Linked DNA regions of Oryctolagus cuniculus: region 1 is linked to region 2. A link is a contact called in public Micro-C data. All regions are on one chromosome and are shown on one strand. The core of a region is the stretch at or near the end of the contact, and the rest is flanking DNA. Distances in the headings are between cores, read along the strand shown. Region 1 holds the start of TPD52L1 (TPD52 like 1). Region 2 holds the start of HEY2 (hes related family bHLH transcription factor with YRPW motif 2).

Region 1 (6,616 bases), core at 800-3,299, 650 kb after region 2:
GTTTCCAGAATTTGCATGAATGTTTCCCGTCTGCTTTAGGGCTTCTCCAATTTTGCATTGAATAATACAATCAGCAAGGACACTTTCAAATATATCCATGCCAAAGCTCCAGAGATGCCAATATCATTGGGGTCATCCAGGGCTGGCATTTAAGAATCTCCAAATTTCTCATCTGCAAGTCAGGCTGGACAGCTCCAGTGTTGTTCCTACCACCTTCAGTTCAGCTGTGAAGGCCTCCAACCCAACCTCTGCTTTTGAACTTGGCCAAAAACAAAGATCCTTTGCTTGGTCCCAAGCTCACTCAGGCTTCTGAACCTTCTGAACCTTCTCCTGGGCCCATCTGTGCCTGTTAAACCCCGTTTTGGCAGAGAAGCCTGCTAAGTGAGTGCAGCCAGAACCCAGTATCTGGTCAGCTTCCCCACCATCCACCATCCCCCAGCTGACTTCTGATGGCCTTGGCCTGTGTTCAGTAGAATCCTAATAGGTCAAATCATTCCCCACTCACCCCATGCTGTGTTTGGGGTTGAGCCCACCGCCCAGCTCCAGTTGCTCTTGTCCCCACACCGCTCATGATGGCTCTGAACTAAGTCTTCCCTACCAAGCTTCAATAACAAGCATTGAGCACCCTTTTTAACACCACCTACCCCCACCCTTAAATTCTCCATTCCTATTTAGATGATAGAAAAGGAATCCATTGGAAGCAGCAGCTTCATGGGCAGGATCTTGGCGGATGGACTGGAGGAGTATGGTTCCTGCTCCCGGCAACAAACCTGTTGGGTGACTTCGGGCCCACGCACCCTCACAGCTCCTCTCATTAGGGCACTTCCGCCCCTAGGGGGCGAGCGCACAGGGTCAGGAACCGCCCCCCCCCCCCATACGGGCTTTTATTTCTGTTAGAAGGCACCCCAGAATTTCCTACAGTGAGGAAAGGAGGCGAGGATTGCTTAAAAGGCTCAACTCCGCAGCCCACCTCTCCCTGGCGCCGCTCCCACGGCCGAGCCCCGAATTGATTTCCTTCCTACCCCCGCCTCCAGCTCCTCGTCCGTCCACCTCGGCCGCTTTCCACCGTCCCTTCGCCCTCACTCTCAAACGATTCCATCCACTTAGTCCCCCACACCCGCTCCAAGTGTGACCCCTAGATCGGAGACTGCCCCTCGCGAAGCCACCGCGGGCTGCTCCAGACCCGGGCCAAGTACCCCACGCGCGCTTGGGGAAACAGAGGTCGCTCCCGGGTCGGTCCACACCGCAGCAAACGCAGGCACAACGTGTTGATCCGCCGGGGGTCTTGGGGGCGGTGACGCTACCCTCGCCTCCGAAGGCCAGTCCCGGCGCAGGAAGCCCCTCGCGCGGCCGGGAGACCGGGGCCCCACGGAGCCACCACCTCTGGGCGCGTCCCGCTCACCCGCCAACTTGCGAGATGAGGAGCGCGAGCCCACGGCCCCCGGCGACGGGAGTCGCGCGCTCTCCCTCCCCAGTCCCCTGAGGCAAAGGGAAGGAAACCGATTCCGGACCTCGCACAACAGGTCCTGTGGGCACCTGCCAGGTTGGGGCCGTAGGGGCGACTGGCTGTGGAACGGGCTAGGGCCTTGCGCGGGAGCATTCCCTGCAGAGGGGCCTCTCCATTCACTGAGCCCCAGCCCCACAGCAAATCCCGAGTTTGGGGAGCAGGCATGATCCCGAAGGCGCGGACAGGCGCGGAGTTTCGGACGCGGGTGGCACCGATCCGTCCTTTCCGAGAGCGAAGTTAGCGGATGCAGGGAAAACGGCCCCTATGGGCTCTGCAGGACGTAACCCTCGGGGGCGACTGGCGACCACTCACCTTGTGCCTGCGCCTCCATGGTGGCCGACTTTCGAACTGCGCGCAGCGGGGACGCGAAGCCGATGGCAGCTGGAAAAGAGCTCAGGACGCAGCTGGCCCTGCCGCTGGCGCCCTCTCCAGGCACGCGTGTTGCAGTCGCGGCGTGGACGGATGTGTGACCGCGGACGGACCCCGCTGGCAGTTTCTGCTTACCTCCGCCCCTTCCAGTCCACCTGGCCTTCGCCACGCTGGAAAGCGCCACCTACCGGCCGCTCTGCACAGCAGGCGGAAGGCGTCCACCACCGACCCACGGGAAGTTGGCGCGGAGATGGGCTTGGTAGTGGTTAATGCCCTGGGAGGAAGGAAGGGGACCTGAGTTCACAACGCTGAATCCCTGCTCCTCTGGGAGATCGAATTAGGGGCTGCAAGCCTTGTTCCCAACACCTGGCAAGTGATCAATACATAACCTTGTTTTACATATAGATCCTTTTCCTTTTAACTACACCTTATTTGTGTATATCGTTTATTCATTGACATCGAGCTTGAGGTCAACGGCACTGTTAACTGTTACCAGAACAAAGGTTCAGCCTATTTAACATACACATTTTCTAATTAACGTCATAGTAATCTTGGACCGAACACTCGAGAGCACTACAGCATTATGCTTGGGGCCATTTTAAATAGCAAAATCCACACAAGTACTCACACACACCCCGGCTGGGAACGGGGAACTTGTTTGTAGCATGGGAGTTGAGACAAGAAGGCAGAGCCACCGTATTTGAGCTTAGTTGGAACCCCATGAATCTTTTGAACGCTCCATTCAAGTCCCCCAGTCACAGTGAAAGCACTAAGAGCATTGGTTTTAGTCTTACAGACATTTTAGTGTGGGGCCTGTGTTTGACGCAGTGGTTGCTATGCTGCTCCTGCTCGGCTTCTGGGGCAGCTTCCTGCTACCTGGGATACTTCCAGTCCTGGGGGAGATTTAGATTGAGTTCCAGGCTCCTGACTTTGGCCTAGCCCACACCTGGCTGTTGTGAGCATTTGGGAAGTAAACCAGAGGATGAAAAATCCTCTTCTATCTCTGCCTTTCAAACACACAAAAATAAAACAATAAAATTGGTGGGGAAGTGGATTTAAGAGACAAGTTTATTTTGGTGCAAAATTATTTTGAAACCCAACCAGAGATTTTTTTGTAACACATTTTCCATGAATATATTAATATATAATGTGACATATATTATGTGCTTTTATATTATCTATATATGTTAAACCAGAACCTGCAGGCTGTATTTGTAGGTTGATGGGGCAGTCATGTTTTCAGCAGAGACTAGAAAACCCCAGTCCTGTCTAAGACTTCCCTGGCTCTCCCTGCCCGAGACTGGCCACGTGATAAAGGAAGGCTTCTTTGAGGGTCTTTGCCTTACAGAATCTTGAAGGATGAAGGAAGCATGGCAAGGAACAAGAATTACCAGCTCAGGGCTGGGCAATGCGGCACAGCAGGTTAAGCCACTGCTTGGGACAGCCACATCCCATATCAGGACTGCTTCAAGCCCTGGCCCTTCTGCTTCCTACCGGCTTTGTGCTAATGCATCTGGGAAGACATATAGCATATAGAACTTCGTTCTGGATAGCCCATGTGCTTGGACCCTCGCCAACATCAGAGACCAGGTTAGAGTTCCTGGCTCCTGTCTTTGACCTAGCCTAGGCCTGGCTGTTGCGAACATTTGAGGAGTGAACTAGCAGGTGAAAGATCTCTCTCTTTCTCTCTCCTTCCTTTTCTCTTTGCCTTTCAAATGAATAAATAATGTATAGCAAAAAAGAATGATCAGCTCATATCTCACCTCAGCCCTTCTGTAGCTATGTGAGATCACCCCTTTTTCTCAACATCTACAAAAAAAAATCCTCTGTAAAATATGAGGGGTCTTCACAAAGCTTGTGGGAAATGTGTGTTATGAAACTATTCACGGATTTCAAAAATTTTTTGCGCCAAATTATCTATACTTTGATTCAATTGTTCTATGCATTTTTTTTTTGAAGTACCCTCATACAATGTAGTATTTGTCTACATTTGGTCTTCAATGGTTTACCACTTTTTGTGATTTTTTAAATTTTCTCTTTCTTTCTTGAAATAGGTGATAAATCTTGTCAGGGTTGTGTGTCAGTATTATATTAAGCCTCCCATAATTTCTGCCAAAGAACCTCATACAAATTCATAGCACAAGAAAGATATATTGAATAAACAATGAACTAAGCAGTAGGTTATATTTTATCCATGCTCCAGTTACTCTCAAAGTATAGACTAATAAACAATGAAGTCTCACATTTTCCCTTAAAAGATGAAATACTCATGATTTCCTGGTTCTTGTACAAACAAGTCAACATTTTTGATTGTGTTGAGGATGTCACCAATTTCTCTTTGGAACACCAAGCATAGGGCTTTTAAATTAGTTTTGGTGATAGTGACCAGGCATGCATGAAGTGACCCATGAGTAACTGAACCATTTCTATGGTCCTTGCAGTTGCCTAGAAATTAAACATCAGGTTAGCGTTGACCCTTGGCTGTTGAAATAAACTAAAAATAGTTCATGAGTTTCCAGTTTGAGTCATCTAACCTTCATCTACACTGACTCATTTTTCTGATTTGTAAATGTTAAGTCACTGCCCCTTTAGTGCCTGTTATCACTATTTATAATAATAATAAAATGTTGCTATTCATTCAGAGTTAATGAACATCTTCCATGTGCCAGGAGCTGTGCAAGATGCTAAGAACACGGCAAAGGGAGATGGCCATTTTTGTTCAGAAAGTTCATGATCTGATGACAAAAAAGAGAGGGAAATAAATTATTTTCAAAAGCAATGCAGTGTGGAAAGTGTGCCAGAGGTAAGCCCAGGCTGTGAGCACAGACCAACGCCTCCTCCCTCAGATTGGCAAGAGAAGATAAGGGAATGTTTCTCTGAGGATGTTTGCTGAGTCTGGAAGGATGAAGGAACTAGCCGGGTAAGTTGGGTTAGGCCCCACACAAGCGTTTAGCCAAGGGAAACTATTACTGAAGTGAATGTGTTATAAAAGGAAGGTTTAACTTTTGTATCCTTCCTTTTCCTGCTCACTTATAATGGTGAATTACCTTAAATTTTTTTGAAGATTCTTTATTTATTTATTTGAGAGGTAGAGTTATAGGCAAAGAGAAGGAAAGACAGAGAGAAAGGTCTTCCATTCACTGGTTCATTCCCTGTGGGGAGCAACTCGGACTAGACTAAGTTACCAGAATTAAGACTTATTCTATGCATCTGCTCTCCCACAATATGGCGCTGGGAGAAGAGTAAACAACTTCTACACAGCTGCCTCCAGTTCGACCAATAACCTGCAGGAGCTGATCCTGCTCCTGATTGGAGGAGAGCAGCATACTCGGCGTGTGGGTAGCAGAGTTGGGATTGGTGGAAGAGGACTATAAAGGAGGAGAGAGACAACATGCACCAGGAACATCTAAAGGGAACATCCGGATAACATCTGAGCAGCCCCCAAGAGAGCCGGCCGGCAGTGTGCCGCTCCCCCGTGGAAGTGGGGAAAGTGGCAGGGGGAGCCGCCCTTCCACGGAGGTGGAAGGGTCGGCAGCCAACCCGGGAAGGACCAGCAGCAAACCCGGGAAGGGCCGAGCAGACAAAAGAACAGCGCAGGGTTTAGTGTCATTCCTCCACGAATGGGGGAGCAACAATTCCCCAAATTGCCACAAAGACCAGAGCTGGGCCAATCCAAAGCCAGGAGCCTGGAGCTTCTTCTGGGTCTCCCATGTGGGTACAGGGGCCCAAGTACTTGGGCCATATTTTGCTGCTTACCCAGGCACATTAGCAGGGAGCTGGATCAGAAGTGGAGCAACCAGGACTCGAACCAGCTCCCATATGGGATGCTGGCACCAAAGATGGCAGCTTTTCCCACTACACCACAATGCTGGCCCCTTAAATTCTATAAAGTATAGTCGAACAGCCAACTTCACCCTCCTGTTCTTCATCTCTACAGCTACTCCTCAAGGGAAACAATGAGCTCGTGTTTGGCTGAATTAGTGACTTCTGGTTCACTCAAGAGCTGATCTTTCTGCAGAAGTGAGGATGCAGTAGACCAAAATTTGGTGTCGTCACCAAATGCCCAAAAGGATGGTGTTGTCAACAGTCCTCGTCTAAACCAGCTTCAAGTCCCCTGTAATGTTCTACTGTGTGGCCAGTACACAGAAAGGAGAGGCAAGGGTAGGAAAGGACAGAGAAAGTGCTGCTCTGATCATTGGACCTTACGAACACTCTGAAGGAGCCTGTGGGCTTTGTTGCTCCTTCAGATTCCCACTATGAACAGTATTCGCTGTGTAACCTAAAACAAGTTTCCTAGCCTCTCTCTTCCTGGATATGAACATTTTGTGGCAGAAAGCTATACAAGATATTAATTGATGTGCTCTTCCCCTCCTATCCTTTTGGGCATCCATGGTTTTGGAGTAGTGGTTCTTAGCTATCCCATGCATCATTACCACATGAGGGAGTTTTGAATTTAATTTGTTCGTAGAAAGCTGTCTGGGTAACATTGATGTGCCTCCAAGATCGAGAGTGAGTGTTTTAGGAACTGTCTACAGCAAAGATGAAGAATACTAAAATCTCAGCTTTTAGATTTAAGAGTTGCCACCCAAGTAAACAGAAAAAAATGGGGAAAAATAATGTGAGAAGACAGCCCTGTGGTCCCTAGCTCCAAGGGAGTTGGGATGGGAAGAGACATTGGCGAGGGCAGAGACATGTGAGAGTTTACACATGGATCTGTCTGCGTGTTTCACTCTTCCCCTC
Region 2 (6,528 bases), core at 620-3,119:
GATCGCACAGATCGTGTCTGTGTTATTTTAGTCTTAGTTCTTGCTTCACTTTTAACAGATTGCACTTTTAACTCTGCTGACTCTTTTCAGGTAGGAATTATGTCCCTTTGGTTTTAAATCTGTAACGTGCTAATACAGATGTCAAATCCATTGGCAAAAATGACCCTGAATCTTACTTGAGTCTCCCAGTGAAACAATGATGAGTTGTTAGGGTGAGAAATTACATATTAATACTTCCTAGTTCTACTCCCACATATTTCTTAAGTCAATTAACGGCTAATAGAATCCTACCTCCTCCTTCCTGTCACACACACTGAACAAAGTAATAGCACTTTTAAAAATAAGAATCATATTAAGCACCACTATCAGATATAGAGTCATCACATGTCAAACTGTTGTCCCTAGATGCAATCTTTAAAATAAATGCAAGTTATTGTATATTTCAAATCTTCAGTCATATCTCGTAATAGGGCAAAATGAACAAATTTAATGTGTGGCATACTGATCTTCCAAAAGCATGTCCTAAATTAACTATGCCACTAATAGGAAACTTAAAATTAGGTTTAGTACTAGGAAAAACTTTGAAAATGAAACCACCTCTCAGCGGTCCGTGTAAGCTTAAATCTCAAGCAGCTTGCTAATGAAATGCTATTTTTCCAAAGTTCAATCAAATTATCGTCTGGTCAGGACACTTTCATAGTCCTGCCTAGTTTGTATCTGTTGTGTTTCCTAACTCATGGGTACTACATTTTCTTGCGTTCTCAAATTCTCCAGGTTTCTGTCATTTGCTCTTTTCCATTTTAGAAATGTTGCACACACCAGGTTCCTATTACCTCACCTTTTCACTTCTGGATCCTATTTCTGAATCAACTGTCCCCTATTATTCTCACCCCCTTTCTATTGGTTTCACCTTTCACGTGACACCTTCCGTTTTTCGGACATTTTTTAAGATGACATAATGATACTTTAAAATTAGATTCTCTGCAACCCACGTCTCACGTAAACATCTTTGCTCTTACCGTCTGCAGGTTGTGGTTTGTACCTATTACAAATAGGGTAGGAGAGCAAAGTAGTTTTCCAAAAGTAGGAAGGATTTCGCTCTTTGACAGCTGCAGATAAATAATTAAGGCGCTTCTGGGGATGCCAATTAGAAGCAATTATCACTTGACCCGGCCCGGCGCTAAAACGCCTCTCGGTTCATGTGCCTGTGCCACAGGAAGCAGGAGGTCTGGCTCCTGGGATCTCGACGCGACCCGCAGGCTCAGGACCAGCGCGTCAAGGAGATGATGCCCTGCCCATCCTCGCGGCCGCCACTCGCTTGCGGGTCAGCCAAGTCACGCACGGTCAACCCGAAACGCGCCACCGCCGCAGACTAATTTCTCCTTTCTCCTGGCCCATTGTGAAAGTGCCCCCAACAGTTGCAGTGGCGGGGGGCGTCTCTCCGGACAGCCGGGCTCCCTCCCACGCCCGCGCGCTCCCCTCCGGCTGCGGCCCGCGCCCCCTCAGCCCCACCCCCGCAGCGAAAGACGACAGACAGCCCTCGCCCCCCACGCAAAAAGCATCCCGGACAGAACTTCCCTCCCCGCCACGAGCCGGCGGAACAGAACGTCGGGCTCCGGGGCAGCTCCCTCAGAGCGCGCGCTCACCCCGAGTAATTGTTCTCGCTCCCCACGTCGATGGTCTCGTCCATGTCGCTCTCGGAGGTCGTCTCTTCGCAAGGACGCTTCATCGTGGAGAAGACGGCGCAGGGCCGGAGCCACGGGCGCCCTCCCCGCCCGCCTCCTTCCTCCCTCCCTCCCGCCCACCCTGGGCCTCCGCGGGCGCGGCTCCGGCGACGGCGGCGGCGGCGCGGTCGGCTCCTCGCAGCTCTTTCCCACGCCGCAACCCTGCTCCGCGGCAAGAGCCGGCGCCGGCCACGCCCCCCGCGCGGGCGGGGCCGCCTTTCAGCCCCCGCACCCCGGCCCCTGCGGCCCGCCGGGCAACGCCTCCCCGGAGGTCGGCGTGTGCTGCGATTGGCTAATCCGGGGGGGCGGGGCCGCGCTCTCCAAGGCCCGCCTCGAGGCCGCGGTTCAGGCGTGGGAACGCGGCCGAGCACCTGGGAGCCGGGAGCTGCGCGCGAGGGCGGGCGGAGGGTGCTGAGGGCGTGTGCGCGGGTTCTGTGGAGTCAGCCGGGAAGCACGCCGAGGAGAGCGCGGGCTCGAGCGCGGGCGCGGGCGTGGCAGGGGGCGGGCTCCGGGCGGCGATTTTCCGCCCTCCTGCGCTGCCGGCGGTCTGGCCCTTAAGTTTCAGGCCGGGTTTAAAGAATAACCCCGCGCGCGTGGCTGAGTGTGCGCGAGCGCGTGTGACGTCGGGCGGCGCCAGGGCTCCACCGAACCGCCTCTTCCCACCCCCATTCGGCTGTCCCCAGTCTGGGCCGAAACTGCTGACTGGCTGACCAAAGCGGTCACACTTGCCCTCTGGGGGTTTTGAAAACCCTAAATCAAAGCTGGCTTTTCTGACAAGTCCCGAGCCTACGTCCGCGGCCTCTGGGCTGGACAGATAAGGGCGTCAGTTCTCCCTCAGGTACTTGGCTGCCGGCCGCGGGACGCGCGGCTTCCCTGTCAGCTCTGTGCTTCCCCCGTTATCGATTCCCACGTGGTGTCGGCCGCGGGACCGCCGAGCAGATTTGGCCGGGGCCACGTCCGCCTTGGCGCTGTAAGCGGCGTTAGGGCCGCGGTGCGGGTCTTTAGGGCACCAGTTTAGCAGATTTTCAAGTTCGATTTTCTCGGACTCGGATGAACCGGATAGCCACTTCCGTTCTCCCTCCAACCACCCAGGTGTGTGCAGGCGCAGCCGTCGGGTTCCTTAGAATCCGGAAAGCGGAGGCTCGCGCTGGGAGCGGGAGTTTGTTTCTTGACGGACGCACTCGTGTCCAGTAGACCTTAGGGCACTGGACGCAGGGCTGTAGAAACTCTAGTTGGGCTTTCAGTGAAACCGTCTGCAAGCCGCTCTTTCTCCCCAGCTCCGAGGAACCAGGGCACCGGCCACGCGCGCCGTGCCTCTTGCAGGGCAGGAAAGTGAGTGGGCCGGCGGGGCAGCGGACGGGTCGTGGTCCGGGCACAGGTCGCCCAATAGCTAGCTTCGCGCGCGTGGAGCTACAGGTGGATTCGTGTCTTTGGGGGTCTCCTCCAAGGGAGCCCCCAGGACTCTCCAATCGCTCCGCACCCCCAATGCGCGCTGGGCGGGCGAGGGACGAGGAGAGGAGGGGCAGAGAGTAGACTGGGTGCAGGCGGGCTCGGGCCGGGAAAGTGCGGCCAGCGTGTCACAGACCTCATTAGAACACAAAACCGCGTCCCCACCAGCCCCGTCTCCACTGCCGCCCCGCGGCGCCGCCTTCAGAATCGTGTGAACAGAAACCCGAGACGCGCAGACTTGTGAAATCTCACCCGGAGCGAAGCGCGCGGGCGGCGGCGACCCCCGGGCGCGGCGGTCAGCAGGGTTGGTGCTGGCCTGCGCAGGACTGGTGCTGGCCTGCGCAGGACTCGGGGCCTTGGAGCACTGGCAGTGCCCGCAGCCCGAGCGCGCAGCGCGGGGCAGAGCGGACCCACACCCTTGTGGCGCCCCGGCCGGGGCCACCGCATTCTCGCTCCGGGGAGCTCCCAGGCCCGGACAGGGGTGGTCAGGCCGGTTAGACGCGAGCTCGACCTTCCCTGCTCAACCAGGGTTGCTCTTTGGTGTTTTTTTTTTCCCCCTCCCAAAGCCAATGCCTACAGGTGCAATTAACCTTGCCACGCGAACAAATTAGCCGCCGCTTCCAAACGCCAGCGGCAAAACCTGAAGTCATCATGGAAGAAAAAAAAAAACCCACACAACCAAGAATTCTTTCTCACTATGCTAATACTTTTCATGCATTTCACTAGAATGGTTGGGAAACACTGCAGAGGGAAATGATTTGCTTGCAATAAAGCAGCGATTGGTTAAAGGTTTTTTTTTTTTCTCCCCATATTTGACTTTGAAGACTTAACCGCTGTGCGGTGTTAGGAAGAAATAGATCTCAGGGACGGTCGAAAGCACACACAAATTTCATATCCGTTAAAAATACTTTTTAAGCGAAGAAGGTCGTAGTTTAAAAGCGCTTAGAACATTGTTAAGCGCTGTATGAGTGTTGAAGAATGCGTAGGTGAAAGACCGCAGCGTTTTGAACACCCTCAAAAGTGTATACTCATTTATGTTTGAAGCAGGAATCGTAATTAGGCAGCCCGAGATGTTTCCATTAGATCTTTTATTCCCCTCAAGTATTCCATCTGCCTGTTCCCTCGGTAGGCGCCCCGTCTGCCTGCATCTGAGAGTGCGCGCGGGACCCAGGCACGCACAGGAGGAAACCTCCGCGCACCCGGCGGGCGTCCAGAGGCTCGCAGACGCTGGGTGGGCGCGCGCTGCGGGCTGCCTGGGGTGGCGCGTGTTGGGGGGAAGGGACCTGGGAGGGGCAGAGCGGCGGGGTTGCAGGCCGCCTTCCCCTCGGCGACCTGCTTCCCGGCGAAAGTTGATTGCGAAAGTTGATCGAAGTCTTCCCGAGAGCCCAGCCCGGGGCTGGGAAGTCAGCGCGCAGAGGGAACCGCGGTTCTTTCTTTCTTTTCTTTTCTTTTTTTTTTTTTGGAAGATTTGTACAATGAGATAATTAGACCGAACGATGCAAGGAACTTTCCTAGAAACAAAATCCCATAGAAAAGGAAGCCCAGGACTACAGACCTAAAAGGGGAAGGGAAGACTCGGTAGCTTTTCCGAAATTGGTCGTCCCGCCGTGTTTTGTTGCTTTTTGTGATTTAAGTCGTCGGTGTGAGGGCGAGATGTCGGGTGCTGAGATCAGGAAACTGCAGATGGAATGGCCCCGAGCCTTCTCACAGACACTTCCCCGTACCCGTTTTATGTAAAGCTGGCAATTTTTGCATCTGTATTGAGTTTGATGATCTTGGCCAAGTTTTACCTTGTCCTACAAATTTTGAGTTTTGTAGCATAACCTAATAAAGTGATTGTTTTGCTGCGATTTCAGAATTTCCCTTACAACATTTTTGGAACGAATCTGAGACCTTCCTCCCTCCAACCCTCCTCCCCGGTCTGCTTTTTTTTTCCTTCCTTAGAGCCTTCTGCTTTTTCAGGATCGGCTGTCACACATTGTTACTTGTTGCTTCTGTGAATTCTTTGAGATGCTGTTTATAATTACGTTTTTTTAAAAAAACACAAAAACCTCTGTCACTTTGGTGTTTGGTTCGCTTCGTAGATCACCAGGGTATGATACCACTATACAACATGTTTTAACTTAGTTTCCGAATAAAATTAGGGCAGCTTTGTGATTTGGAGACCTTTATGTTAGTCTGAGAAGCCTACACGTCGATCATTCAAACTGAGAAGTCCAGTATTTTGCCCCTTCTGAAATCTTATAATTATTTACACGGTTTTCTCTTGCAAAGGGAAAACAACCAGGCTGCCTGGAGAAGTGCTAGTCTATTTGCAATTGCAAGGGCAGGTGACAAGCACGTGTGTATCTGCAGGCAGCCTTGTTGGGCTGCCTTCCCGGACTACAAGGCTATTGTGGAGCTGGTAACGCCTTAAAATGTGAGAATGCTGCACCCTGGGAGTAGGGGCCAAGGGCAAGATCCTTGTAAATTTCAATACCTTTCCCAACATCAGGCTGGCAGCAGGCAGGCCAACTTCGGGTCACTGTGTGACACATATTTGCAAGCCAGTAAAGCAAAACAAAGCCAAAAGCAAGGGCAAGCTTAGGCCCACCAACCTTGAAGTCATCTCTAAAAGGGAGCTGGTTTACCCTTAACAATTGCTCTTGCCTGGTCAGCCACAAAAAGTGCATCCTGTTTCTTGGCTTGTGCCAGTAGGCGCTACTTATTGAACCTTGTATCAGGGACTTCATGGTCAGAAATCTTAATGTACCCAATCTCTGTTTCCTGGAAGTTAGAATGTTTACATTGATCTCTGTTGTTAGGTTTCATTTCAGGATGTTGTTAGCGCTTAGCACATGCCCAGGGATGAACACTGGTTTTATGGTAGGACCCTTGAGGAGAGGAGGGTTGTATACCAAGCTGTCTGTTTTCCATGCCCCAGTCACAAGATAACAATACTATCTGTGTTAACTCTTTGTGCTGGTCAAATTGATGTTGGAAGGCATTTCTTTTAAGGGAATTCTTTTACATTTCTGTTTCCTTGAAGTTGGTTTGGCAGATTTTTTTTCCTCCTCTCTTAAGGTGTCAGTGAAATATATTCACATATGCCATGAAAATGGTTCTTTTAACTGTTTTCAACCTCTAACCAAATGCTAGGTACATAGTGGGTATATAATAAATAAGATTAATTTCTTACTAAAATTAATGAGCTTTCTGCTTCTTTCTATATACGCAGAATTTTGATATGCTACAGTAATAAAATGGAAATCAAAGATCATGAAAAGATGAAGATCAGAAGAGAAACATGGTGAGTTTTCTAATTTTTATAAGAGGAAACACATTGTTTTTCACCAAAGAAAAATTCTACCCAGTC

Evidence for each region. A called contact is a pair of places that touch in the nucleus more often than the background predicts.
Region 1: a Micro-C map of ear pinna shows a contact between it and region 2, with 10 times the contacts expected there. The contact joins the promoter of TPD52L1 here to the promoter of HEY2 in region 2. A contact is called at or near these places in 4 of 6 Hi-C or Micro-C datasets (ear pinna, embryonic fibroblasts, psoas muscle and 1 more).

The regions. Positions count from the first base shown.
Region 1 is chr5:44,710,892-44,717,507 of mOryCun1.1, forward strand. It overlaps TPD52L1 (TPD52 like 1), which reads right to left and starts at 2,050. Exons shown (of 8, transcript XR_011388538.1): 1 at 1,820-2,050.
Region 2 is chr5:44,058,123-44,064,650 of mOryCun1.1, forward strand. It overlaps HEY2 (hes related family bHLH transcription factor with YRPW motif 2), which reads right to left and starts at 1,870. Exons shown (of 6, transcript XM_051854369.2): 1 at 1,647-1,870. The coding sequence starts at 1,729. It overlaps LOC108177469 (a long non-coding RNA gene), which reads left to right and starts at 2,070. Exons shown (of 3, transcript XR_001794288.3): 1 at 2,070-2,816; 2 at 6,391-6,462.